Linked DNA regions of Pan troglodytes: regions 1 and 2 are each linked to region 3. The links are chromatin contacts, called in public Hi-C and HiChIP or PLAC-seq maps. All regions are on one chromosome and are shown on one strand. The core of a region is the stretch at or near the end of the contact, and the rest is flanking DNA. Distances in the headings are between cores, read along the strand shown. Region 1 holds the start of KATNAL2 (katanin catalytic subunit A1 like 2). Region 2 has its middle 50 kb from the start of ARK2C. Region 3 holds the start of LOXHD1 (lipoxygenase homology PLAT domains 1).

Region 1 (4,782 bases), core at 1,919-4,418, 260 kb before region 3:
TACCCTTTACCACTCAGCCATTCCTTTGAACATATATTGAATGATTATTGGGGAGTATAGATTAGAAAAAATGCCAAATTAATAATCTGGTCTGGTGAGACAAAGTAGCACCCTATTTCAGAATTCTTTCTATTGCAACTAATAGAAATCTCAACTCAAACAATCTAAAACCTTACAAGAAAGGCATTGGCTCAAGAAAACTGGCCAGTACAGAGGCAGAGTGAGTATCAAAGTCAATGCTGAGATTTTGTGTGTGTGTGATTTTTCTGCTCACAAGAAGGGTTGGTTCTCAGGTTGGCTCTTCACTGTAGCAAAATGGCGAGTGTTCCACATGCCAGAAAGTCTTATCTCTAATCACTGAATAAATGTCCTAGGCTTCCCTGTGATTAGCCTACCTTAGGGCACGGGTCCACACTTGATCTACTTGGCAAAGCCTATAAATGCTCAGTACTAATCAGATTTATATGCCCAGTTGTGATCTAATACTGTGGCCAGAATGACATAACAGTCCTTAATGACTCAGGCCAGTCTAGGGCAGCACCTAGAACTCTTTGCAGTCAAACCTACCCAACCCATCCAGGAGCTGCTACACATTGAGGAAGGGGCAGAATGAATGCTGGGAAGCAACTACAAAGAACACTGCACATAAGTTTCAGTGGGGCTTTGCTTTTCTTTTCTTACTGTTTTGTGTTTATGTTGGTCCTCTTTATGGGTGTAAGCTCCTCCGTGGCAGGGCTGTATTGTACTCTATTCGTCTATTCCCCGAAAACTCCTCCCACAGTGGCATTCACTTAACGCCTACTAAACAATGTTAAATTCTACTGAGGTGTAAATCAAGGTCTACGGAGAATAAATCAAGAGTAAGAATAAGCCAAGCTAAGGTCACAAAGTTAATGGTGGAGAGACAGATTTAGAACCTGGACATTGTTCATTCATTCCTTTATTCATTAAACAAATACAAGGCCAACTATTTGTTAGGCATTTATCAGCCATTATAGTCTAGTGGGTTTACAATTTTTTAACATAAAATTTTAAAATAATAATTTTTATTTTTTGAGACAAAGTCTCACTCTGTTGCCCAGGCTGGAGTGCAATGGTGCGATCGCAGCTCACTGCAACCTCCACCTCCTGGGTTCAAGCAATTTTCCTGTCTCAGCCTCACGAGTAGCTGGGATTACAGGCATGTGCCACCACACCCGGCTAATTTTTTTTTTTTTTTTTGAGATGGAGTTTCGCTTTTGTTACCCAGGCTGGAGTGCAATGGCGCTATCTCCGCTCCCTGGAACCTCCGCCTCCAGGGTTCAAGCGATTCTCCTGCCTTAGCCTCCGGAGTAGCTGGGATTACAGGAATGCGCCACCACGCCTGGCTAATTTTGCATTTTTGGTGGAGACGGGGTTTCTCCATGTTGGTCAGGCTGGCCTCCAACTCCCAACCTCAGGTGATCCGCCCGCCTCTGCCTCCCAAAGTGCTGGAATTTAGAGCGTGGGCCACAGCTCCTGGCCTAATTTTTGTATTTTTAGTAGAGACAGGGTTTCACCATGTTGGCCTGGCTGGTCTGGAACTCCCGACCTCAAGTGATCCACCTGCCTCGGCTTCCTAAAGTGCTGGGATTACAGGCATGAGCCACTGCACCTGGCCAAAACAATATGTGTGTGTGTTGTGTATATATACACAACACACACACACACACATATATATATATACACGCACACACATATATATCAAATAAACAATTACACAAATACCTACATAATTACCATGGAGACATCTCAGGAAGAAAAAGTTCAGGGTCCTAGGAGAGGTCATAACGGGAATTTGAATTAAAATGTGGGATGTGGGTGAGGGATGGTCTTCCTGAGGAAGTGACACTTAAAGTGAAACCTGAAGGATGAACAGGAGTTAGGAACAAAGAAAAGAGTGGGAAATTATTCTTGGTTCAAGGATCAACATTTAGAAGCCTTAAAACTTGAGGGGAGGCCGGGTGCAGTGGCTCACGCCTGTAATCTCAGTACTTTGGGAGGCCGAGGCGGGCGGATCACCTGAGGTCCGGAGTTGGAGACCAGCCTGACCAACTTGGAGAAACCTCGTTTCTACCAAAAATACAATCGCAGCTACTCGGGAGGCGGAGGTAGGAGAATCGCTTGAACCCGGAAGGCAGACATTGCGGTGAGCCGAGATCGTGCCATTGCACTCCAGCCTGGGCAACAAGAGCAAAACTCCGTCTCAAAAAAACAAAACTTGCGGGGTGCGGGGGCAGGGGAGAGGAAGGAAGACCTGGAAGTGCAGTGCGGATGAAACGTGGGGTAGTGGGAAGAGGCGGTAGGTAGGAGGCTGATTAAACAGGGCCTTAAAAGTTACATTGTTTTAAAGACCTTTCGTATGTGGGTTCCACCCAATTCTTCAAGGAAATTGAACCCTGGACACCGTCCAGCGATTTTTCTGGCCATCTTGACTCAGCATCTTCCTTCATCCTATCAGCACATTACGGGGGGGCCATCAAGCTTCCTTCTATCTACTTACTCTGCCTTGGCGTTTGACTCCTTCCTAGCTATCAGATTTCCCTGACTTTTTAGCATGGCCCTTCTGAGCGCTCTTATTTCACTTCTCCCCCGCCCCAACCCCACCGCCTAACTCTCCCAACTCTGCAGTCCGTGACCTTCAGGTGCCCTTCAAAGTCAGAAAAACTCGGCAAGGTTGGTACTTGCAGGACATTAGCAATTCAAAGAGGTGTCACACAACCTCACCATTAAATGGGAACAATAGCTTACCCAACACCCATATTTAGATTATTCCGCCACAACTACTCTGGGGGATGGTTTTATTTGCGGCGGCTTTCTCAGTCCATAGCCACCGCGTGAAGGGCACCGTAAGAATCTTCCCGAATGCTCCTGTCACGCGTCCCGGCCGCCTCTTCTTCCTCCCCGCCACTTCCCCAGGCCAGGCCCGCGGATAACGCCTCAGTTGCGACCCAGCTCTAGGCAGTCCGCAGGGGCCTCCGCCGGGGAGGGAAGGCACGACCTGGGGCCGAGCGGGGCCAAGCCGCGGGGCAACACGCCGGGGCAGGCGCGGGCGGGCGCTGTCGCCGCGCGGACGGAAGGCGCGGGCGGAAGGCGGTCGCGCGGGTGGGCAGGGGGCACCGCTAGGGGCGGGGCTTCGGCGCGTCGGAGGCGGAGCTCCCGCGCCGTTCACGTGACGGGCCCGGCTGTAGCGGCGGCGGCCGCGGCGTCTTAAGCGGCGCCCAGTGCAGGATGGTGCTGGAGGCGGCGGCGGCCGTGGTGGCGGTAGCGTCGTTGGCGGCAGCGGGAGTGGGTGCGGCGGCAGCGGCGGCGGCGCCCGCGGGTGGTATAAAATGGCGGATTTCGAAGAGTTGAGGGTAAGCGGGGGTGCGGGAGTGGAGAGCGGAGGCCGCGGGGGAGGGGATGGGAGAGGAGGTGGGGAAACCGCAACGTCGCCGGCCGCCGCCTGCTCGTGCCTCCGGGGCCGGTTGGCGGAGACCTGAGCCCCGGCCCGCGGACGAACGGGCGCCGAGGGCGCGGGGGAGGGGAGCGGGCCGGCGGAGGGCACGCGGGCGGCGCGGGGGCGGCGGGCCTGGGCCGCGGCGAGCCGGCTCCTGAGTGCTGCCCGTGGTCCGCACACCTGGCGCGGGGGGCCGGGGCGCCCTCCAGGAGGGGCACATGGGGACCCGACATCCCGGTTCGCAGTGAGGGCCGATGTGGGAAGCAACGTTTGATCTTGCACCTTCACCGGGGTGTACGTGTCTGTGGCGATTCACAAGTCTGCATGCTACTCACTTGGTGGAGGACTGTTTTCTGAAAGCTGAAGTTGCGTTTAGGAATCTCTCCTCTTCTTATGGCTGATGCTACCGTTTAGTCAGGTCTGTCACGAGAAAAGGCCCCTTCTCCCACCCTTGCCTCCTAACATCTTCGAGGAGCCTAATGTTTGGGGATCCCTGCCTTCAATAATCGGCCTTAAACCTCGATATTTTCTTAGTGTTTTAGTAAGAAATCTGCAAACTTTATGTTGTGAGGTTTGTGCACCCCTTTTACTCTTGAGGAAAAATATTTTTTTCTTCTCAGTCTTAAAACAAGATCATAACTTTATTGTTGATACCCTTGTATAGCAGAGGTCTGGAATAGGGCTGTGATGGGGGTAGAACAGAAGAGACTTTTTCCCCCCAGACTGATAACCTTTAAAGTCCTAACTAAGTGTGACGAATGAGATGGATTTGTGTGTATCGCTGAATTACTGGCGACATAAATGAGATGTTTACGGACAGAAACCCTGATTTTTTTAAAAAAAAAAAATGTATCAAGGTAGAGATGAGTGTAAACTTGAAATTACATTTACTGCAACTCGTTTGTGTAACACTTATTAGGATTTCTTTTTCAAATAAGGAAGAGGAATCCGGTAAAAGGTTCAGTTTTGTATATTTATTGTTTTCCGCAAGAGATGGGATGGGGGAAGGATGTTGGCTGGTTACCTGCTTAGTGGACGTGAGCAAAAGAACGTATGCTCTGCTCTAAACGGAGATTGTTGGAGTTTGCACAGTGCCTGCCATATTCCCTTCTGCTGTTTCAAAAATAATTATTAAGTTCCCAGTAAACGCATATTAATACATGTTATGCCCCATACTAGTTTATGCAGAGAACCATGAGTGTAGGTAAAGGGTGTTCATACTTGATAAGTTTAAGGGTTTTAGTGGCTCAGAGCCCCAGCTGTAGAGCTTTTAACACCTGTGGAGCTTTTCAAACAACGAACCCTGAGCCTCACCTCTGTAAATT
Region 2 (4,574 bases), core at 1,116-3,615, 370 kb after region 3:
TGTACATACCTACAAAAAAACTCCCTCCTGCCCCTGCCCTAATCTATTGTTTCAGTAGAGAAAGTACTTCACACATGTAGCAGATACATTACTGGGTTTTAAAATAAGTCAACTGTAGAAAAATTGGAAAAATCAAAACAATCCAAAGGTGAAAACATCTCCCACAGTCCAAGCATTAATATTCACTTCTTTGCCATCTCTTTTCAATGAATTTAACTATATTCTTCCAACAAAATTGAGAGCACACTGTTTTGCATCATGTTTATTTCCCTTAGCGATAACTAAACACATTTATTTCTGCCTCCATGTCTTCACCTATAGATATACAATCTTAGCATTGAAAGGAGCCAGAGAAGGGCAGGGAATCTTCAGTAACATTCAGAGAAGAAAGTGACACAAGAACTAGCTTCCACTGAATACTCCCAGGAATGGGCACTCCCCTCCCTCCCAAGGCAGCCTGACCCCTGAGGGAGAATTTCTTCCTGGAACGCTCTTCCCATTGTCCATGAGCTGAAATTGGCCTCTCTGAGCCTCTGTGTTCTACTCATGCCCCCTCGAATGGTACCCAGTAGACTACAGATTCTTCCTGACAGCCTGTTGACTCCTCAAAAACTGAGAGCATGACCCCTTTTCTAGGTTCAACAATTCTGAACCCCTTGCCATCTTCTATATTACCTAAATTCCACTCTGCCGGTAATTCTTGTCAGCCGTGTTATTAAATCATGCCATTCAGTTAGAATTGTAGGTGTCTTTTAGTTACTTCTTTATGATCTTCTGTATTTTCCCAATTTCTTACCATGAATGTATATTACTGCCATTATTACAAAGAATAATTTCATGTATGATGTTACTTCTCTGTTGTCCTGCTATTGCTTTTCACTCTTAAATGGCTGGCGCCTCCAGAGCCACTGACGTTCTCTAATGTGCCATCCCTCCCCATCAGAGAGAGGGTCAGGGTGCTCCTCTGACCCTCCAGTGACTGGATTAGAGCCCCGTGGCTTCCACTGTCATGGACTTCGCCTAACGGGACATCCCCCTGTTCACACATCACTTTCTCATGACCACACAGAGAGCATGGGAGACTTCGTTCAGTGCCTTGTGATGATACCCTTTGCATTTCCTATGATGCTGACAATAAATATGTGACGTGAATGAAAAAAAATTATTGGCTGAGCACGGTGGCTCATGCCTGTAATCCCAACACATTGAGAGAACAAGTGGGTCACTTGAGCCCAGGAGTTTGAGACCAGCCTGGGCAACACAGCAAAACCCTGCCTCTACACAAAATACACACACACACACACACACACACATGAAAAAAATTAGCCGGGCATAGTGGTGTGCACCTGTGGTTCCAGCTACTTGGGAGGCTGACACTGGAGGATTGCTTGAGCTCAAGAAGGCAACGCTGCAGTGAGCCATGATTGTGCCACTGCACTCCAGCCTGTGTGACAGAGTGAGATCCTATCTCAAAAAAAGAAAAAAAAAAAAAAAAAGGAAGAAAAGAAAGAAAAAAAAGAAAAAGAAAACAAAATTATTTGATAACGCAAGTCCCTGGGAGTTTGATTTGACATGATTTTAATGAGTTAATTCCAGGATGGGCACAGCTCTTCGCAAAGTGCTCCCAAACCACCTGTTTAATAATTCTAGAATGCTACTGAGTGTCACTAAGCTTACATCCCAGGAATCATGTTCTTCACTTTTTGGAAATCGGGACATTTTGCTCCCTCTGGCTGGTTGGTCCTTCCTCTCTTTCTGAACTCATCCTAAAAGTCCTGTCTCCTTCTCCGGCCATTCAGGACCACTCTCCCTTCCTGCAATTGTGGTAATTATTCAGAACCAGAATGAAACAACAGCAGTAGTAATAGCTGCCACATACTGGGAGCTTGCTCTATGCCAGACACCATGCTCAAGGACTTCACAATACTTCATCACGTGTATCACTTAGCACTGTATCATACTTTTGAATATATATGTGTGTGTGTAAAGTTTTAATCACTTGAATAACAGCTGCTATTATGACCATTTAGCAGATGAAGAAACTGATTCAGAGAGGTTCAGGCTCCTGCACTGAGCCTTAGACAGTGAACAATTTCAGGGTCCAAACCTGGGTTTATCTGGGTCCAAAGTCCAAGTTCTTACTTCCTCTACCCTGGCATTGTTTCTGGGGCTTTCTATTATTTCTGAGGCTTCCATCTGAATATTTCTAGCACGTCCTGTGCAGCACCTAACATGGCCATAGGCACACAGTAAGGGAGTCCTTAGGGGCCAAGTGGTTTTTCTAGAGCACTGGCCATGGTCCTGCCTCTTGTGGGTGCTGGTGTCATCTTTCACCTCCACCTCCAGGCACCGGGAGAAGCTGACTGGAGGGGATTTGGCAGAGGCCAAAGAGGGCTCAGCCCAGCTGTCTCCACCTCTCTTGCTGGATGGGAGAGGCACCACATTACAGAAACTGATATACCCAATTCCCTGAGACCCAGGGAGGGCAATCCTGTGAGAAGTTTCCACCCTTTGTTCTCTCCCACCGAGCCCCCAGGGGCTGATAATCTAATTCTCAACAAGTCCTTCCTGGCTGGTAATTGAATTGTGTTTTCCTCCCAGTCCAATCAGGGCCCTCATCCTACATCTGTCTGACAAAACACTAGGCCAGGCATCTTGGGAGGGGCAGAGACCTGGGAGGCACTTTTCAGCTTCCAGGAGCTTAATATTTCAGTTGCCACAGGTGCAGGGACTGACATTCTATTGACTAGCAATCCATGACTGCTGCCCACTTCCAGGACAATCGCTGAGGTCAGGAGGGCTCAAGGCGGTGAGCCTTAAAGGAGGGTTGTGTTGTGGAGGAGGGGATGATGGACAGCTGGGTTCTGGTAGACAGGGAGGAAAGGCGGAGGTGTGGGCAAAGTCCTGGAGGTGGGAACATGCATGACACATTCAAGTAACAAGAAGTAAGTCTGCCTGGATGGGCCTTCACTGTCTTCAACCGAGGGATGACGAATGACTCCAAAACACTCAAATTGTTCCTGGGAAGTCGGGTGGGGGGAAGTGTGAGTCAGCAGGCTCCTCTCACTATGCCTATGGCCCAGCCTCGGTCTACAGAACAGAGAGAGCCTGGTGCTGGAACTGGGTGTGCAAGGGTGCCCCAAATCAGGACACAACCACCTCATTCGTCCAGCCCAGAAATAGGGACATTTCTTCATCTCCTCTCCCACTCCTACCTAATCTAATCTGTCTCCAAGTCCTGCCTATTTCACCATCTCAGCTCTTCAGTCATCTCTCTGGCAGGCAGGCACTGTCACATCTCCCCCGTCTCTTGGGGACGAGCCCCTCCCTGATTGCTCTCCTCCACCTTGTTGCTCTCTGGCACATCCACACATATCTCCATGTGGCTCCCCCATGCATGCCACTTTCCATGGCTTCCCAGTGCCTTTAGGTCCAGAGCCTTTTGTGGCTTTGTCCTCTCATCTGGCTGGTGCCATCTCTTGCGACTCTTAAGCTCCCCAAAACATTCTGGTTTAGTGCTGGGCCTTTAGCTCAATTTATGATTATAACGCCCATCCCACCAGTGCCTTCTATATGTGCTTAATCCTCACGGAAACCCCGTGTGGAAGAGGAACAGAGAGGTTAAGTGACTTGTCTGTGGTCACACAGCTGGTAAGGGCGGAGCAGGATTCGCACCCAGGTGACTTATTCCCATAGCCCAGCTTCTTTATTTTTAGAGACAGCGTCTTGCTCTGTCACCCAGCCCAGAGTACAGGGACATGATCATAGCTCATTGGAACATTGAACTCGTGTAGTCCAGCTTCTTAACACTAGATTATAGTCTCTTCAGAAATGTCTATGGACACCAGTGGCCCCCTAGCCCTTCACATTCCCCTCCAACGTATGTTCACTATCAAGTCCCAACTGCATTTAAGGTTTCTGCTTATCTGACACCCCTCCACGAAGCTTTCTCTGGTGCCCCACTGTCCAGGTTTGGGTTAGGGCGGTGGTTCCCCTACTTTGATGCACACTGGAATTACCTGGGAATCTTTGTAAAAATCCTGCTGCCTGACTCCCACTCCTAGACATTGTGATTAAATCAGTACAGGGCGCACCCTAGACAAAAGCTCCATAGATGACTATAACGTGCAACGAATCTGGTAACAAAAGGCAGTGCAGTCATTCTGAAATTGGAGCAGGCATCAGAATTACCAGGAAGGCTGATGAAAACAGATTGCTGGGCACAGCCCCAGACTTTGATTCCATACATCTCGGTTAAGGTCCGAAAATATACATTTCTAGCAAGTTCCCAGGTGAGACTGCTACTGCTGTGGGTCCAGAGACCACACTGGGGGGGCCGCTGAGCTAAGGAGTCCTCCAGGTGCCCAAATGATCCCAGAGCACCCGGTGGTCATCGCCACCTAAGCCCTTATCACATCTATTCTAATTGTCTGTGTGCTCCTCCACTACCCCGGCCAGGCCACAGCTTTCTCTGTTATCTTTGGTAACCAGTGTCAACAGAGGTTGGGTCAATGAATCCACGAGACACCCAGGCAGGCTGCGCACTCCACAGCAATCCTTGTTTCTAACTGGAA
Region 3 (4,865 bases), core at 759-3,258:
ACTTGGACCCACCACACTACCAGCCTTCCTACGTCTCCAACGTGCAGACTGCCTGTTGTGGGACTTCTCGGCATCCATAATCCCATGAGCCAACGCCCCTAGTAAGCCTCCTGTCATATATCTACTGATCTGTATATCCTAGTGGTTCTGTCTGTCTGGAGAACCTTGAAATAATACAGAAATAATATAGAATTATTTCCCTGACCTCCTAGCCAGTGTGTTCCAGTACCATGGGATTCTCTAAAAATATTTTGATTTCAGCTTTTAAAGTTCTGTAATCCCAGCACTTTGTGAGACCGAGGTGGGCAGATCACGAGGTCAGGAGTTCGAGACCAGCCTGACTAACATGTTGAAACCCTGTCTCTACTAAAAATACAAAAATTAGCTGGGCATGGTGGCGTATGCCTGTAATCCCAGCTACTCGGGAGGCTGAGGCAGGAGAATCACTTGAACCCGGGAGGCGGAAGTTGCAGTGAGCCGAGATCACACCACTGCACTCCAGCCTGGGCGACAGAGGGAGACTCCGTCTCAAAAAAAAATTCTAAGAAACGTTTTATTATCTTTTCCCTGAATGGGTACTCGTGTAAAATGAGTTTTCTTAGTAGATTCCTAGAGATCCTTAAGGAAGGTCTCTTCCTGAAGAATCCAGGTGTGTAAACCACATATTGCCAGAAGGGGGCGCGCGCCACCCACCATTAAACTTCACTCCTGGTCCTCAGCGGACTTTGAGCTGCTTCAAGGGCGGCCCCTCAGCTGAATAGGGGAAGAGGGGAGGTTGATCTTTCCTGGGTAGGAACGTTCGGGGTTAGAGATGCCTCCCCCTGGTGGAAGATTTGGATGGCTCCAAAGAGCAGGGCAGGACCAAAGCTGCCCCAGGCTGCCGGGGAGGCCTGTGAGTGCCGACTGCTCCTCAGGCGTCCGCTCCAAATCCTCTCTTCCTCTCCACCTGAAATTCCCCTTTAGAGTCACTATTTTGGCTTAGAGGACAAAATCACACGTGTTGCTTCTAGAGGACTCCTGTTAGCACACCTAAGTTACCTGAGAAGCGATGCAGGGACCCTCAACATGGCTGCACATGAAAGTCACCAGGAGCTTTAAAAACTGGGGCCCAAGCTGCGTCCCAAACCAAGCAAATCAGAATCCTTGGGGGTGGGACCCACGCATTAGCGTTCAACACCTCTCTGGGGGATTCTGGTGTGCAGCCCGGGCTGTGCGCCCTGGGGTAGGAGCTTGCTGATGCCCTCCCGTGAGTCCAGGTGGTGAGCTGATCGAGTTAGTGAGTTCACCTGGGAGGGCATCGGCTGCGATGATGTTTAAACTTTAGTGCATATAAAGCTCACCTGGCAGGGGGAGCGGGGAGAGTTGTCTGGTGCCCTAGCTTTCCTCGTGCCCAGAGGCCACTTCCGGAAGCCCGCAGTCTTGATGAGATGGAAGCAGAGAGAGAGAACGAGAAGGATCCAGCGAGAACCCCGCCTGCTCCGTAAGACGATCAGAGGTCATGAATAATGGAGAGAAACGGGGGCCTTTGAGTCCTGGGAGCCTGGCTGATTCCGGGGCCCTGCCTTCCTCAGGAGGGTCCCGTGTGGGCTGTAAGGCTTGGGAGATCTCCTGGGTGAGGAGCCCTCACCTGTCTCTGGGGTGGCCTGGAGGGATCCCAGGTGACCCCGTGGCTGTGAGGCCAGGTGGGAAATGGACTTCAAGGGCTCCGTGTCACCTGATTCTCCATAGGGAGGAGAGGGGGCTGGTGGGGAGAGGAGAGAGGAAGGAAGTCAGCCTGCCCTCAGCGCCATGAATAAGTGATGAGGCCCAAAGAGAAGCCCCGGGGCAGGTACAGAGGAGGAGGAGGTGGCTCACCAGAGGGTGGTGGGAGGGGACAGGGACAGGAGGTTCAGAGATAAGGCACTGAGGTTCAGCTCAGGAGCCAGAGAAGGCAGAGGGAACAGCACCTTGGGCACGGGGAAGCCAAGAAAAGGGGGCACTCTGGCCCACCCAGGCCTGAGCTACAGGAGGGCCGTGGGCGCCAGAGCTCAGGGAGGAGGTCTCAGGTTCCCGCAGGTGTGAGGAGGCGGCACAGTGAGCCTGCGAGCGCTGGGAGAAGGCAGCCGGCAGAATGATGCCCCAGAAGAAAAGGCGGAGGAAGAAGGACATCGACTTCCTGGCCCTGTACGAAGCGGAGCTGCTGAACTACGCCTCGGAGGACGACGAGGGGGAACTGGAACACGAGTACTACAAGGCCAGAGGTGCGGGGTCCCAGCCTGCGGGGGGCGGGTGGTGCAGCTGGCTGCGGTGGGCAGGGGTCTGTTCCTGGCTATGGGGAGTCATTCTAAGATTTCGGAGCAAGCCCTTTCTCACTGATTATCCCATGTGTCCGTTCCATATCCCCTCGGAGTAAGAAGGCAGGCATTATGCAGGGATGGTGGGGTCCCTGTTGTACAGACAGGTGGAGCAACTTTCCTTTAGCCCCCGATTCTCAGTGGAACAGAATAGACTAGAGCCACAGTGCCCCCATGGCCCCATGTTCTCCAGCTCCTGAACATCCCCAAAGCCACGTTCCAGTCTGGTCCCCGAGTAGGTGGTCTGCATCAGGCCGAGCGCCCTGAACTGCTGGGCTCATGAAAGGATGTCTTGGGGAGGAAGCCTGACAGCTCATCCTATGCCCAATGTGGCTGATGGAGACAGGGAGCCTGGGGCTTTGCAAGGAGATGTCCATCCCATATGTCGAAGGCGGCCGGTGCTCTGGACCCCAGGGCCTTGTCCTTCTAGTCTCATCTTTCTCTGGGCCACATGAGACCTGCTTGAAATTGCTCTAACTCCTTGCCAGGTAAACCAAAGAAGTGAACTGTGACCCTAGAGCTGGTTTTGGCCGGCAGTTTAAGTTGTTTTTTTCCTTTCCAGCGTTTTGAAATCCTTTTTTCTGTGAATGCCAATAGGCTGTGGACGTCCAGCTTATCACAGCCTCCACCACTCCCTGTCATCTCATACTAGGTCTGGTTTACTCATCAGTGCTGCCTGCCTAGTCTCTGAAGCCATTTAAATTCTCAGTGCTGACTCCAAAGTGGCTCACCAGTCCCCGTAAGTGCCATAGTCATCCATGCATTCACTCATTCATTCATTCAGCAAGTATTTATTGAATGTGTGCTCTGTGCCTGCCCATGGCCTTGTTTGTCTTCCCTTCTCCCTCTTCCTGTCCTCACTTTGAAAGCCCAGTTCTGATCCCATCTCTTCCATGAAGCCCTCCTTGATTCCAGTCCACCATGAGTTCCCTGATTACATCCAATTCATAATTGTTCCATTGTTTCCTGCAAAGCTTGTCCGGCTGTGTCCGGCTTGCAGCCACAGTCACCCTAAACTCCGTGAGGGTGGGGCCTTGCTGTACTTGTCTTTAGGCCTCATCATTCAGCCCCTGCACAGTCCCGGGCTTAGAGGAGGTAGTCTCAGCTGAGGTCAGGAAGGCTGTGGCCCCTTTCCAGGTACAGAATCCTGGGTACCTCCAAGGGTAGAAGGGGGGGCTGTAGTAGGAGGAAGTGGGCCCAGGAAAAAGGAAGCATCCGCCACCTTCTAACAGTACATGTGCCTCAAGCTCTGACCCTCTAGTGAGGGGAGGGGCTGGGAGGTGAGACATCAGGGCAGCATCCCCACCATGTGTGCTTGGCTTCCCAGGTGATTCTCCCCAGCCACGTGACTGTTGGTGAGATCATTCTAGAACCTCTCACAGCCAGCAGCACACTGTTGACTTTTGTTTACGGGCTCTGCATGCGTCAGTGTGGCCATAATGATCGTTCTCCTTTTTATCCTTTCAGAAGCCTTTTTACTAATGTTCTCATGTTTGATCCTTAAGATCCCTGAGCATAGTCAAGGCAGGCAGATCAGTACCACTTCACAAGTTAAAGACTGAGGCCCTGAGACATTAAGTGACTTGAGCAAGGTCACAAACAGGATGGACAACAAGAACCTCAAATATCTTTTTCGAGGCAAGCGCCCCATTTCATCTCATGATGCTGCCAAATAGGATCATGCACCATGCACCAAGCACTGAGTTAAGCACTTTATTCATGTTAACCAATTTCATCTTCATGATGACACATTGAGGCAGATGTGTTATCCTTTTTTTTCAGATGAGGAATCTGAAGCACAGAGAAGTTAAGTAACTTGCCCAAGATCACACAGCTAGTAAATAGCAGAGTTAGGATTTGAATCCAGCTGGTCTGGCTGGTCCTTGGTCTTGTACTGCCCGATTTTGACTGTGGTAAAAATAGCTGGAGAAGAGCAAGTGGAGGTGGGTGCCACGCTGACATTTCTAAGGGAACCATGGATTCTCCTGTCTGTTGCAGGGTACTGCCTATAAATGTGGATGATGCTAACGGTGGTCACATGCTGAGCTCCAGCTGTACTGTCATTGTCACCCTCTCAGTGCTAGAACAACGGTTCCCCCACTTCCTTTGAACTCTGGGCTCTGGTGTTACGTGGAGAGTCTTGATGAGTGTGATGGGGAGGAAGAAGGGGGGAAGAAAAGCCTTGGTGTTCCTTCTCTCTTCTTAGGCTACCTTCTGGCTACCCTAGGGTTCCCCAATAACCAGAGGGAGGAGAGCAGCTCCCTCAATGCTTTGAGGGCAGGCTGAACCTGGCATATTGCTCTCTCTCCTAAGACAGGGCCCATGATGGGAAGAATAACTCATTCCAGAACTGGAGAGTAGAAGGGGCCTCAGAGGCCACCCTGCACAGGCTTCCAGCCCCGGAGGCATCTCCTCTCCTGCATCCTAGACAGGAGTCCCCCAGCATCTGTTGGGATGCAATTTTCCAAGGCAGCTTCCTTGGGGATGTTGTCAATGGAAATGATAGCAATGATTTCTCTCTTAGTGCATTGG

Evidence for each region. A called contact is a pair of places that touch in the nucleus more often than the background predicts. HiChIP or PLAC-seq counts read pairs in DNA pulled down with a chosen protein or histone mark.
Region 1: an H3K4me3 HiChIP or PLAC-seq map of stem cell-derived excitatory neurons shows a contact between it and region 3, with 8 times the contacts expected there. The contact joins the promoter of KATNAL2 here to the promoter of LOXHD1 in region 3. A contact is called at or near these places in 1 of 7 Hi-C or Micro-C datasets (stem cell-derived neural progenitor cells) and 1 of 1 datasets of contacts at active chromatin or transcription factors (stem cell-derived excitatory neurons).
Region 2: a Hi-C map of induced pluripotent stem cells shows a contact between it and region 3, with 4 times the contacts expected there. The contact joins the enhancer-like site here to the promoter of LOXHD1 in region 3. A contact is called at or near these places in 4 of 7 Hi-C or Micro-C datasets (blood, induced pluripotent stem cells and stem cell-derived neural progenitor cells) and 1 of 1 other capture datasets (stem cell-derived neural stem cells).

The regions. Positions count from the first base shown.
Region 1 is chr17:56,766,220-56,771,001 of NHGRI_mPanTro3-v2.0_pri, reverse strand. KATNAL2 (katanin catalytic subunit A1 like 2) reads right to left here and starts at 3,168. Exons shown (of 18, transcript XM_016933646.4): 1 at 2,770-3,168. It overlaps PIAS2 (protein inhibitor of activated STAT 2), which reads left to right and starts at 3,103. Exons shown (of 12, transcript XM_054672188.2): 1 at 3,103-3,374. The coding sequence starts at 3,351.
Region 2 is chr17:56,133,757-56,138,330 of NHGRI_mPanTro3-v2.0_pri, reverse strand. No RefSeq gene overlaps it. Among named protein-coding and RNA genes, the nearest start is that of ARK2C, 50 kb to the left of the region's middle. Within about 2 kb of position 2,365, at least 5 of the 24 cell types and tissues checked have an H3K27ac peak or open chromatin away from gene starts, as enhancers often do. A contact at or near this core is called in induced pluripotent stem cells and stem cell-derived neural stem cells, where this site is marked.
Region 3 is chr17:56,505,129-56,509,993 of NHGRI_mPanTro3-v2.0_pri, reverse strand. LOXHD1 (lipoxygenase homology PLAT domains 1) reads left to right here and starts at 2,008. Exons shown (of 42, transcript XM_054672174.2): 1 at 2,008-2,240. The coding sequence starts at 2,111.